3 separate regions of the Sus scrofa genome follow, and regions 1 and 3 are each linked to region 2. The links are chromatin contacts, called in public Hi-C and promoter capture Hi-C maps. All regions are on one chromosome and are shown on one strand. Each heading gives the region's core, a stretch centred on a gene start, on an enhancer-like site or on the middle of the called end of the contact. The rest is flanking DNA. Distances are from core to core; before and after follow the strand shown.

Region 1 (4,442 bases), core at 1,098-3,597, 180 kb after region 2:
TCCCCTTAAATTCTATTATATGTGACATGGTAAACAAAGTATTTTAAAGAAAATAAGCCAAACTAATAGTATCGAGGGAAATCTCATTCTTTTTTTTTTTTTTTTCTTCCCCTTTTATGGTCACTTCAGCATATGGAAGTTCCTGGGCTAAGGGTTGAGTTGGAGCCACAGCTGCCAGCCTACACCACAGCCACAGCAATGCCAGATCTGAGCTGCATGTGCAACCTACACCACAGCTTGCAGCAATGCTGAACAAGGCCAGGGATTGAAATCACATCCTCTCGGACACTATGTTGGGTTCTTACCCTGCAGAGCCACAAGGGAACTCCAATCTTCTTGTTCTTGATGCTGCATATCCACCAAAAACCAATCTTAAGACATAACTTATTACGACACACCTATGGTCAGACTGCAAAATGCACTTGATTTTACCAAGCTTATAACGCCATTTGTGTTGAGTAAGTGGATTAGAACCTCCTAAATGTGCCTGCAACATTCAGGAAACTGCATATACTATTCTCAAGAGAATCACGTTTTATACTTCAAATGGTTATTTATCTTATATATCCAGTGAGTCTTACAGCATACAGCAATTTACACTTTATTTGAGGTAGTATTAAGACCAGCACTAATAACACTGAGCAGAGAATATAGTTTATTAATTTATCAGTCAGCATAATATGCATCTGTCACCACAGTATGACCCTTATACTCTAATGCACACAAACAACTAGGCTTGAGGAAAATTTTGCTTGTAGGTCCTATTTGACTGCTAATGCACTGACAATAAAAATGGGACCCTTGCTCTTAAGTATTTAAATAGTAAATAGTAAATGTGTGTGTAAGTAGTAAATGTGGGAGGACTGGTATTTTCTGTTCATTATTACTTTCAAAAGAGCATCAGATGAAGAAGTCTCATTAAAAGCAACCTATGGAGTTCCTGTTGTGGCTCAGTGGTAAACGAATCCGACAAGGAATCATGAGGTTGTGGGTTCGATCCCTGGCCTTGCTCAGTGGGTTAAGAATCCAGCATTGCCATGAGCTGTGGAGTGGGTCGCAGACATGGCTCGGATTCTGCGTTGCTGTGGCTTTGGCATAGGCGGGTGGCTACAGCTCTGATTCGACCCCTAGCCCGGGAACCTCCATATGCCACAGGAGCGGCCCTAGAAAAGGTAAAAAGACAAAAAAAAAAAGCAACCTACTCAAGTATGAACAAAACTTAAAATTCTGGGCATTATACTGAAACTTTCAGCATAGATGATACTTAAGGAATATTTTCTTTCCTCTAGATTTAATTAGCCAAGTCTAGAGACTTCATTCAAAATTCTTAAGAAAAAAAAGTGGCTTATAAATATCGGTTCTATTAGAGCAGAAAAAGAAAAAAGAAAACCTTTATACCACTCTTACTTGGCAAATAGAAACAGTTCAACAATCTTATAAATGTGTTACGAGCTTATCTTTTCCCTACAAAGATAGTCAAACAGCAAATAGACACTGAATGTGGAATAATCAAGCAACAGTTTCCCTTGTTTGTGGTGCCATAATTTGTATTTACTAACCTTTTAGGTCATGGATTTTTTGAAAATTGCATGTCAGTATTCCTTTGTGATTCCTACTCTCCTTTTCCCTTCTCTATTGATATCTGTTACCTTTTGGTCTCCTCACACTGCAATTTTCTCCTTTTATTTTCCTGTTATGCCCACCACACAGTAGAAACCTGGAGTGTAACTGATCCCACCTCCAGTAATCTTTTTCTTATTCTAGAGTTTCCAGATTGGAATGGGAGAAAGAAGACCGAGGTGCCACCCAAGTATTACCTATTGCACAAAGTGTGTGCGGAAGAGCGTCTTCTCGCCCTTCATTTTGTATCTACTTAACTAACGGCGCTATTGTGCCCAAACGCAGGTATTGGCCAAGAACTACATTTCCAAAATGGCTTTATTCCTTTTGAGTTGGCATCAGTCTATAAAATACAATATACTTCCACTGCAACCAACCCTTTTTCTACACCCAATATTACCCAACATACAGAGGCTGAACCTAAGCTACTGTGGACAACAGATTCACATGTGCTTAATTCAGTAGAGAGCCGGAAAAGCCGTTGGACTGATGTTTAAAAAAAAGCGTTAAAAGAAAAAAACCCACAGCAAGCAATCCCAAGAGGCGGGCGTTGCCTGAGATCACACCCTCCCGCCGCCAGGCCCACGGCGAGCACGCCTCCTCGCCGTGGCCACGCCCCCGCCGCCTCGCCCGTGACCACGCCTCCTTCGACCCCGCCCCGCCGCGGCCACGCCCGACGTGCGGCGCGGGAGCCGCCGGGCCGGGGGGCGGGGCCTGTTCCGCCCCTCCCCCCGCCGCCGCCGCCGGCGGCCTCCGCGCGGGCCTCCCAGCCCGTATTCCACTCACTTTGTTCTCCGCCTTTGTCCTAATCCACACCAGCAGGTGGAGCCGCAGTTAAAGTTTCCGAGTCCATTCCGGGAGCGGGAGCCCATCTTGCTCGCCGCAGAGGCCCTCGCTGGAGGAGGAGGGTCAGAGCTCGGGTGCAGCCAATCGCGGGCAACGCTGCTAGTTATCAGAGCAGAATGGGCTGTAGTTTAGTGAAATAGGAAAGCTGCAAAACACAGTGGAGTGTTCCCGTGTAAATAAAAAGAGGAAAAAAAAGTTTCTCAAGTCGCCGCTGCACGACGTCGGGCCGGCGCCGGGGCGGGGGTCTGCGCTCTCCCGAGCGGCCGCGCGCTGGACTTTATTGTGCCGCAACAAGCCCCCGTTCCCATTGTTTGTGTTTTTTTCAAAATATGGCAAAGGTTCAGGTGAACAATGTAGTGGTGCTGGATAACCCTTCTCCTTTCTACAACCCATTCCAGTTCGAGATCACCTTCGAGTGCATCGAGGACCTGTCTGAAGGTGAGTCGGGCGCCCGCCAGCCGCCGGGCTGTCAGTTGCGGGCTGCAGACGTTGAAAGTTTCCCGGGCCCGGCCTCGCGCGGGCAGTCGGTGCTCGGCGCCGGGCGAGCTGCGGTCTCGGCTCTGCGGAGGGAAACTTGAAGTTGATGGACGACGGCCGCCGAGGCGTGCGCGGCGTTCGGCCGCAGCCGGGGCGCCTGCTGCGGCTCAACTTGCGAGGAACTTGTTCGAGCGGAGGTAGCCATGTTGTCAGCTTTGTCTGGCGGGCGGGCGGTTCACGAGACCCGCACTCTCTCCCGCGGCACCGGCCAGGGGTCGCGCCGGGCTGGCCCCGAGCCGCGAATGGCTTCCACGGCCCCCGCGGTCCCGGCGACGAGGTGGAAAGGGAGAGGCATGTGTGTGGTCGCGCCGGCGAGTTAGCAGCGGAGCCATCTTACCAAGAGTAGAGAATTGGGCCACCGACCCCGGCGTCACGACGCCTCCTCTCCGCGGGTGACGAACACGGCGCCCCGCCTGCCCACCTTCCTGCCCCGGAGCGAGAGGCAGATCCATTTTTAGAGCTAATGCCGGAGTTACCGTACACTCCTGGGTGGCCATGCCCGGCCGCTTCGGGGAGGAGAGCGAGGCTGTCCTCGCGCTGATTTCTGGCTCCCTCGACCAACCAGCGGGGGAGGCGGGCGCAGGCTCGGCCCCTCGGCGCCGCGGGCCGGCGACGGCGCTCCCCGGGGGCCGCGGGTGCTCCCGGGCCGGCGCTCCAGGGCCGGCGCCGGGGATGCTCGAGGCGCCTGGGGGATGCTGGCGCGCAGGCTCGCCCCGACCGGCGTGGACTCCTCATCCTTAAGGACCGAAATCTTCTCTCAGGAAGAAAATATTGCTAGCTAGGTGGTTACATTTAACCCAAATGCAGAAATAAGTAAAATATTTAAATAGTTTCCAGGACCTTATCACTGGTTTCTAAGTAGTCTGAAAGAAGACTTTCTTCAAGAACGTGTTGAACTCTAATTAAAATAACTCCACATCCAAATAACCTGAACATAAAACACAAAAAAGTGGGCTAGGAAATAAAAGGTTAAGTCCTGATGGTAATGCAGAAATTTGTGCCATTTTTTCTAAGTCCATTTTTAAGGTCTTAAAAAAGATAAATATTTTTAGTATGTGCAGTAATATTTAGAAAGCTAAAGTTTGCTAAGGTCTTACTCTCGCGATTTTACTAAAATTGTCCAGTGCTTCATTTTGAAAATTTGAGGAGGAAAAAGTTTTAACTTCACCAACGGTAATTTTAAAATTAAATAGACGTACTTTTAACTTACAGGTGTGTTTAACAAAGTGCATTTTTAAAAATATGCTAACCATGGCATGTAAAGCACTTTCACTTTAAAAATTGGTTTTTAATCTCTATATCATGTATTTTATGTAGGGTGTTAACGTTTTAAATTACAGAAACAACATGCTTACTGTAATAAACTTTTTAAAAGTTGTGCAGACATAATAACGTAACCATTCTCTATACTCAGTGCCTCCCCCATTTCACTCATCTAT
Region 2 (4,296 bases), core at 975-3,474:
ACAGATAAATTGAAACCACTCCCTCCAGCCCCTAGGGATAATAAAGTGTCTTCTCACTCACTGAAGTTACTTTGATTGAAGATTTTTAAATGCTCACTAAGCATCAGAAACCTCTCAACTGCTGTCTCCTCTTAGGACAAATAGCATACATTTTAGAGAAAATAATTTCCTACTTACATATATTTTTTAACTAAACTTGTGCCTATTCTATTATTTCTAAAAGTGTTGCAGGACCAAATTTAAGAGAATTATTTCAAATCTAACTCTGGATTTTAAAACTTACATATATCTAGATCTAATGTAGAGTATGCTACTTCAGTTAACAATACTGTATTGTATGCTTGAAGTTTAAGAGGATAGATCTTAAACTTTTCTCACCACACACACACACAAAGCATGGTAACTATGTGAGATGATGCATATGTCAACTAGTTTGATTGTGGAGATCATTTCACAATGCATACGTCTATCAAAACCAAGTTGCACATAGCAAATATATGTACAATTTCTATTTGTCAATTACACCCTCAATTAGGCAGAGAAATTTATATAGGTCTAAAAAATATTCACGTCACAAGTTTCTAACATCGCAGAATTGCATTATTTGAAATTTAATACAAATCTGAGTTTATGCCTGATATTTTTTAAATTGCAAAAACACTACCAACAAAAAACCAAATGCTGCTTCTGCTTTTTTGTTTTGCAAATAACTTTTAAAGTGTCTACAAAAATGTCAGTTACACGAATCGAGCTCAAACATTTTGTGTAAGAAGGCTACTTAACAGAAGTCCTGGAAGCTCCTAAAATTGTAGGAAAAAAATTGTGTATGTACATATGGCGGTTTTTTTCTGGATAAGTGGTCCATACAACTTGCAGCTACTCAAGGGAGGGTTCAAAATCCAATTAAGATTAAAGTGCCTGAAAGAACCATTAACGTCAGTCAAATAACTTGTCACAGGTAACCCAAGCCTTTTTTTTTTTTTTTTAATATCCTGATTAGGGGAAGATTTATCCTAATTTGGTGGCTCCTACACAACTTTTAAGCGACGCAGGCATTAAATGGCTGTGCATTACAAACAGGTCCCTTCGCACACCCAACGCAGCAAACCCCAAATTTTCCTTGAAAGGGCCAAGGAGAGGCAAATAGATTAACATTCCGGTTGCTCAAAAATCGATGGGCTCTGGCAGGACATGTCCTCCAGAAAGGACTGCTGGGCGGTAACCAGGTTTCAGGGAGGGGCTGGACCCCTGGGGGGGGTTGCAGCCAAGGCATCAGCCGCAGCCTCCTTCCGCCCCCAAACGCGCCCTAAAGCAGCGGCTGCAGGCGCAGATGCAGCAGCCCCCCGCCCTCCGAGACGCGCCCCGCGCCGCCGCGGCTGCAGCACGGTCGCAGCGACCTTCCCGTCTGGGTCTCCGTGAGCCCCGTTATCCACGTCGGCCGCACACCCCAGGAGGAAAAAGGAGAAGGTCGCACAACAAAGCCCAACCCGAGGAGGCCTAGGCGAGCTGTAAGTTGGGGCGCCGGGGCTGCGGCCGGAGGAGCGGCCGGGACACCGAGCCGCGCGGGGCCGGTGCGCCGAGATGCGGGGCGGACAGGGCCGGGGACGCGGGCCGCCAGATGTCAGCCCGCGGAGCCGGGTGTCGGCAGCCTGGAGGAAGCTGGGCTGGCTGGCAGGCGCGCGGCGTCGGGGGCGGGCGGCCAGGGGGAAGCCAGGCCTGAGGAAGGAGGGGAGCGGCGGCTGAGTCCCGAGGCACCGCAGTCGGCCGCGACCCCCACCGCAGCCAGGGGCCTGTCCCGTTACTTACCCGCGGGGAAGCTGCGGGTTCCGCCTGGGCTGTCCCTGCCGCCGGCATCCGCAGTCAGGAAGCGTCCCCACATTGCGGGCCGGAGTGCCGAGTGGGCCGGGGGCGCCCGACTCCCCACGTCCGTCCTCCGCTGCCTTCGCCTCCTGCCTCTTCGGCGGCGGAAACTTGTGCGGAGCCTGGGCCGAGGCGGCACCGGCGGGGGGCGAGCGGGCGGGCTGGTTAACGGCTGCTCAGCGACGGGCGGGGACCGCAGGAGCCAGATTCGCTACAGCGGCGGCGGCTGCCATGGTCGAGCCGCCTGGGTTGAGGCCCGAGCCAGGGAAGCGGAGGCCCTGCGGCGTCGGCGGCTTGGTCTCCGGCTGAGCCCAGGTTCAGAGGCTCCAGCGAAGTTGCAGCTGCGGCTTCTCTCCGCCCCCTCCGCCTGAGGAGCCGGAGGCCGATCTAAGCGGGGGCGGGGCTTGTAGGGGGCGGGGCCTCGGGCGCTTATATAAGGCGTGCGCGGCGCGGGGCGGAGACTGTGGGCAGGTCCCGGTGGGTTCCTTTACGCAGCTGTGCATTGCCAGCGGCGAATGCTCTTCCGACCTACCAACTGCGTCCCTGGTTTCTCAGCCCGGAGCCATTATCGGTTACGAAGAGGGCGGTAACTTGGTACTGGGTCTAATCTTTAGGTTTTCGCCACCACCCATCGCCCCAGTCCCTTGGGTAGTCCCTCAGGGGCACCTGAGAAAGACGTGGATGACCTGCCTCTCCCCTCGAGGTTTCTTGAGATGGAAGAGTTTTACACAGGAGGGGTTGAGGGAGACTCTCAGCCTCATTTGGGATTAAAGTCGTCAACCATGAATTCCACAAACATCGTTTGTGGGGGATCACTATTGGGGGTAGCGAAAGAGGTCGTTTTCTCAACTAGCAAATTAAATGGGGGGCGGGAGGGTGCAGACAGAGACGGGTACAAAATATCTATCACCTAGAGACTTATGCACACACACACACACAACAGGCAGAAAAAAAGACCCGAGGGTAATTAGTACCAGAGGGTTCAGAGAGGGGCCCGAAATTTTTAATCTGGTAGCCCAGTGTTCCAGATGATCATCAGAAAGGAGTCAAAATGGCACCAGAGCGACTTCCTTACTCCTATACTCCAAGTTCCTCCTTCCACCTGGTCAGTTGCCACTTTTTACCTGAACCCAGAGTGCAGGGGCAGATATCCTGAGGAAGGACAAAAGGGTGCAGCATCGTCTTTTTAAATCTTACTTTTATTGACAATATAATCTTTCCAATATTTAGATACAAAATAGTTCCTTTAATAAATATTGGTCGAACACTGCAGGAGGCAGGCTCTGCACTGGGCCAATGAATCAGGTAAACCTTAATGAGTCAGGCAAATTCTTAACCATCAGCAGGCTTGGAGTCCATTGACTTTTTTCTGTTTTGCTAAGGGAGGCCTTATGTTTGTATTTAAGCATCCTGTAATTGGGAAATACTGCTTAAAACTTTTAGAGATTAAATTACATCTCTGTCTTGTTTTGGGGGGGTTGCTTTTCTTTTCTTTTTTTTTTTTTTCCTTTTTTCCTCACATCTGTCTTGTAATTTATCTGATTGCAGATAAATTTTACATTTACTCCTCCTCCCATAGAGTTCCACTATTTCTCCAAATCATGAGCAGTTGGCCAAGGGTCAACTGTTTCAAAGGATAGAAAATGACAGAAACATGAAAAAATAATGTAATTGGTTCCTTTTTGTGATTTAAATGTGCATTACCTTACACTTGAATACTATAGGTCAAAAGGAAACCTAGAAAAGTAAATTACAACGCAAATTGTCAGAAGCTATAGAACTATATAAAAATATCCTTTTTTCATGATTTATAGTTACCATCCTCTCATAATAAGTATAGCACTTATTAAATACCATACCTTTTTAATACAGTTCTAAAAAGTGTATGAACTATTACAGATATATATCAGTCCTTTGCGAATTTAATATATATTTATTTTTATTCCAAAACGCTGCCAACTTCCACTCAATTTTAAGCAGTGTTTAAAGAAAACCATTTACTCAGGTTTTCTACATCTTTTTATCAAATTAAGGGGCATGCCACTACAAACACCAAAGAAAGTACATGTGAAGCTGAAGCTATGTGAGATATTTCAATATCTATTACACAGTAAAAGCAAAACATGTTGCTATTTTGGCATTTGGCACCAAAAATAAAAATGTTTGTGTTCCTACTAATTAAAATTGGGAGGATAAAGATCTAATGCAATTAAAATAATCAAAATACTAAGAATATTATGTATATGAAGTAAACTGTAACCAACCACTTTTTTAAATCATACCAATTCTGAATATACAGTTGATCCTTGAACAATGCAGGGGTTAGAGGGCATGTTATCTGCACAGTAGGAGTATCCAAGTATAACTTAAAGTCACCCCTATTGGAGTTGCTGTTGTGGCTCAGTGGTAATGAACCTGATTAGTATCCATGAGGAT
Region 3 (3,965 bases), core at 144-2,643, 220 kb after region 2:
AAGCAAAAAGTTCCCTGGTGGCTCAGTGAGTTAAGGATCTGGTGTTGCCGCTACGTGGCAAGGGTTTGATACTTCACCTTGGAATTTCCCCATTCCAGGAGTGCAGCCAAAAAAATAAAATAAAAATCAGCTAAGTCTAAAGTAGAAAAAGCATTTGGGAAGGAACAACCAATCATATAGCAATCATATTAATCATTCCAACTAATCAAACAGTAACCATCTAATCATTCACCTAATCATACAGTATTCTCATGATGTGGCCTTTGCTTAAAAGAAAATATCTGGAATCCCAAGAGTGGCTATAAGACAATCTCTAAAGTTCTATAAATGCATATTAAATCTGGAGCCACAAATTTAGCAATTTTAAAGGAAGCCTCACATACGGCAGGAAGAGGGCAGCAGCCGAATTCATGGTTCATATTAAGATTTGGCTTAGTCTTTTCGAAATAACATCACTAAAAAACTAGCATTCACTTTCAACATCTGGGCACAACTGTTCCAAGCAGTTTGCTAACCCTAGAAACATGCTCACCCAGATTTAGACTGGTGGCAGTGTTTTGCAACTTTCAAGTTCCTTTTCCTTTTGACTATTTGAAGATAAAATAAATAAGGCCAAGTTTTGCTACTGTATCCTCTAAGTAAAGTAACGCGCCAACGAAAAAAAAACCTGGGAGTACTCAGACGAGCCAACCTCTAGCTAGATCACAGGGAATCGCAGCCTGCCCACCCGCCGTACCGCCCTCGGGAGGGAGCCACGCCCCTCGAGCCCTAAGCCCCGCCCAAGTAGCACCGCCCCTTCCCCGCCCGCCAGCTTCTTCGCCGCCGGCTCCCCGCGGGCGCTCAGCAAATGTGGAGTAGAGTTGTGCCGAGAGAACCACGTTCCACACTTCCGTCTCTGGTCGCAGGCGGTACCCTACAACAACTTATCAGGTCTCGGACACTTCCCAGGCTCGGCTACGGGCCGTTCTGTCGCCGGCCTGGTCCTGGAGTTCATTAGTTTTGGAACTAACCAGGTGTGGGTGAAACCTGGGATGCCCTGCAGGAGAAATAAATAATGGTAAAACGAGGCAGCGGTCTCACTTACTGGCGGATACGCGGAGTCAGAAGTCCCCGGGAGAACGCTGCTCCCAAGGCCGAGGGGCGAACAGAACTCAGGCCGAGTGGTGGAGTCGCGCCGGGGCTGGAGAGGCGGGAGGAGGCCCCAGATGGGGGCGGGGCAGGGCCGCTCCAGGCGCAGTCGGCCGCGGGGGCGCGCAGGCTCCGGCGGGCCCGCCTCGCGCCCGGGTGAGACAGAAGCCACGCGGGCGGCTCGGTCGGGCCCGCGCTCCCGACGGACGCCGGGCCGCGCACCGCCTCAACTTGGCGGCTCTGGTGGCTCTTCCGGTGAAGAAACGGGCGGGCGCGCGCCCCGCCAGGCGCCGTGGGAGGAGAGAGGCGGGGCGGGGCGGGGCGGGACTGGCTGGGAGGGTCCCGGGCGGGGCAAGGCGGGGCGGGCCTGGCCGGGAGGAAATCCACCCCCCCCACCCCGGGCGGGCCGGCGGAGCGGGCGCCGGGGAGGGGCCGGGCTGTGCGCTGTTCTTGAGAGGTTGTGCGGTTTGAGCTAAGATATCTGCCAGACTTAAGCCCACAAAGATTTTCGCCCATGTTTTCTTACAAGAAATTTCAAAATGAAATTTTTATGTGTAGGTCTATGATCCATTTAGAGGTAATTTTGAGATATGATGCAAAGTACGGATCTTGGGTAACTTTTTGGCATGTGAACCATTTATGGAGAGAACTTTTTCCACTGCATAGCCTTTGCACCTGTTCAAAAATCAGTTGTCCTTATGTATGTTGGTCTAAGACTTAAATTCTGTTCCCAGGTTCTCTCGTTTATGAAAACACGACGTTGTCTTAATTACTCTAACTGTAATGAGTCTTGAAATCAGATAGTATTTGGCTTCCAATTTTGCTCTCTTTCAAAGTTGTTTGGGCTCTTCTGTTCACATATGAATTGTAAACCCAGCATGTCATTTTCTGTTGAAAACCTGGGATTTTTGTTGGGGTTACATAGAATCTCTAGGTCAATATGGGAAGAATTTACTTGATCATTTATTTTGGTGTTATATAATTTCAACAATGTGTGATCTTTTATCTCTCAAATTTATCCCAAAAATCATGAGGAAAGAGGAAACATACTTTTGATGCTACGAATATGATATTTTCAATTTCTGGTGGTTCTTTTCTAGCATGTAGAAATACAATTGATTTTTAAAATTTTATTAAATTTTTAATAATAAAATTTATTTTTCCTAGCAAAATTGAGCAGGAAGTACAAAGATTTACCACATAATCCTTGCCCCCCCCCCACACACATATACAGTCTCCCTCACTATCAATATCCCTTTACCAGAGTGGTGCATTTGTTAGAACTAATGAACCTGGATTAACACCTCATCACTCAAAGTCCATGGTTTATAGTAGGGTTTGTTCTAGGTGTTACACATTGTCAGTTTTGACAGACATATAAAATGTATCCAGCACTGTAGTGTCATGCAGAATAGTTTCAAGGCCCTAAAAATCTGTGTTCTGGTTATTCATCCCTCCCACCCACCTAAGCCCTAGCAACAACTGATCTTTTTTTTACTGTTTCCATAGTTCTCCAGGATATCATATTGTCAAAATCGAAATCGAAATCGTATAGTATGTTGCCTCTTCAGATTGGCTTTTTCACTTAGTAACATATATTCTTAAATTATGTTTTTTCTTTAAAAAAATTCCTTATACCTTTCTACGATTGGCATCTCATTTGTTCTTGGCACTGAATGATATTCCATTGTCTGGATGTACCACATTTTATTTATCCACTTACCTATGGAAGGACATTCTGGTTGCTTCCAGGTTTTGCCAGTTGTAGATAAAGCTGCTATATATACCTGCATGCAGATTTTTGTGTGGACCTAAGTTTTCAGCTCCTTTGGGTAAATACCAAGGAGCATGATAGTTGGATCATCTGGTGTGGTATGTTCAGTTTTGTAAGAAATTACTAAAATGTCTTTCAAAGTAGGTGTACCATTTTACATTCTAACCAGCCACGAATGAGAGTTCCTGTTGCTCCGCATCCCTTCCAGCATTTGGTGTTATTTTGAATTTTAACCATTCAAAAAGGTGTGTAGTATCTCATTGTTGTTTCGATTTGCATTTCTCTGATGAATATGATGTTGACTATCTTTTCATGTGCTTAACTTTTATCTGTATATCTTCTTCTGTGAAGTGTCTATTCAGGTCTTTTGCCCATTTTTTAATCATAGTCCTTGTTATTGTTTCTTAATGTTGAGTTTTAAGTTTATCAGATGTGTCTTACAAATATTTACAAATATTTCCTCCCTCAAATGTGACTTGTCTTCTCATTCTCTTGACATTTTTCTTTTACAGAGCAGATTTTTAATTTTAACTAGGTCTAGCTTATCAATTGTTTTTCTCATGAATTGTGCTTTCGGTGTTGTATTTCAAAAGTCATCACCTCAGGGCATCTAGATTTTCTCCTATATTCAAGGACTTTTATAGTTCTGTGATTTACATTATTTAGGTCAATTATCCACCTTGAGTTAATTTTTGTGAGGTTTGTAAAACATGTGTCTACACTTGTGTATGTGCAAACACATGTGGATGTCCATTTTTTTCAGTGCTGTAAGAGAGAAGAGAAAAACCTGACTCCATTGAATCTATTCCTTTAGTTCTAGGCTTTGCACTGTGTTTTCCATTTTTAGTCATGTGGGCTCTGCACCTTTTATAAAAGAATATTGTCTTTAGCCTGAAATATACAGGGTAGCCCATTTTCAAACCTCTGACCTTTGAAGGTAAACACTTTCCCTTTCATATATAGATAAAACTTTGCAGAACAGAGAATAACATTTTTTTAAAATTTAAGTTAATTTTTATTTTATATTGGAGTATGCTGGTTTGCAATGTTGTGTTAGTTTCAG

The links. Promoter capture Hi-C pulls out the DNA fragments that hold promoters and counts their contacts. A called contact is a pair of places that touch in the nucleus more often than the background predicts.
Region 1: a promoter capture Hi-C map of fetal liver shows a contact between it and region 2, with 3 times the contacts expected there. The contact joins the promoter of ASF1A here to the promoter of CEP85L in region 2. A contact is called at or near these places in 2 of 5 promoter capture datasets (fetal liver and liver), 4 of 47 Hi-C or Micro-C datasets (embryonic fibroblasts, heart right ventricle, liver and 1 more) and 1 of 2 datasets of contacts at active chromatin or transcription factors (alveolar macrophages).
Region 3: a contact with region 2 is called in a Hi-C map of liver, with 6 times the contacts expected there. The contact joins the promoter of MCM9 here to the promoter of CEP85L in region 2. A contact is called at or near these places in 3 of 47 Hi-C or Micro-C datasets (heart right ventricle, liver and skeletal muscle) and 1 of 2 datasets of contacts at active chromatin or transcription factors (alveolar macrophages).

Annotation. Positions count from the first base shown.
Region 1 is chr1:43,212,924-43,217,365 of Sscrofa11.1, reverse strand. ASF1A (histone chaperone ASF1A) reads left to right here and starts at 2,347. Exons shown (of 4, transcript XM_003121238.4): 1 at 2,347-2,904. The coding sequence starts at 2,796. All of the region lies in intron 7 of MCM9 (DNA helicase MCM9), which reads right to left.
Region 2 is chr1:43,390,558-43,394,853 of Sscrofa11.1, reverse strand. CEP85L (centrosomal protein of 85 kDa-like) reads right to left here and starts at 2,224. Exons shown (of 15, transcript XM_003121248.5): 1 at 1,807-2,224. The coding sequence starts at 1,879. LOC110260246 (a long non-coding RNA gene) reads right to left here. Exons shown (of 2, transcript XR_002343179.1): 2 at 3,328-4,296.
Region 3 is chr1:43,169,334-43,173,298 of Sscrofa11.1, reverse strand. It overlaps MCM9 (DNA helicase MCM9), which reads right to left and starts at 1,393. Exons shown (of 16, transcript XM_003353232.4): 1 at 1,085-1,393.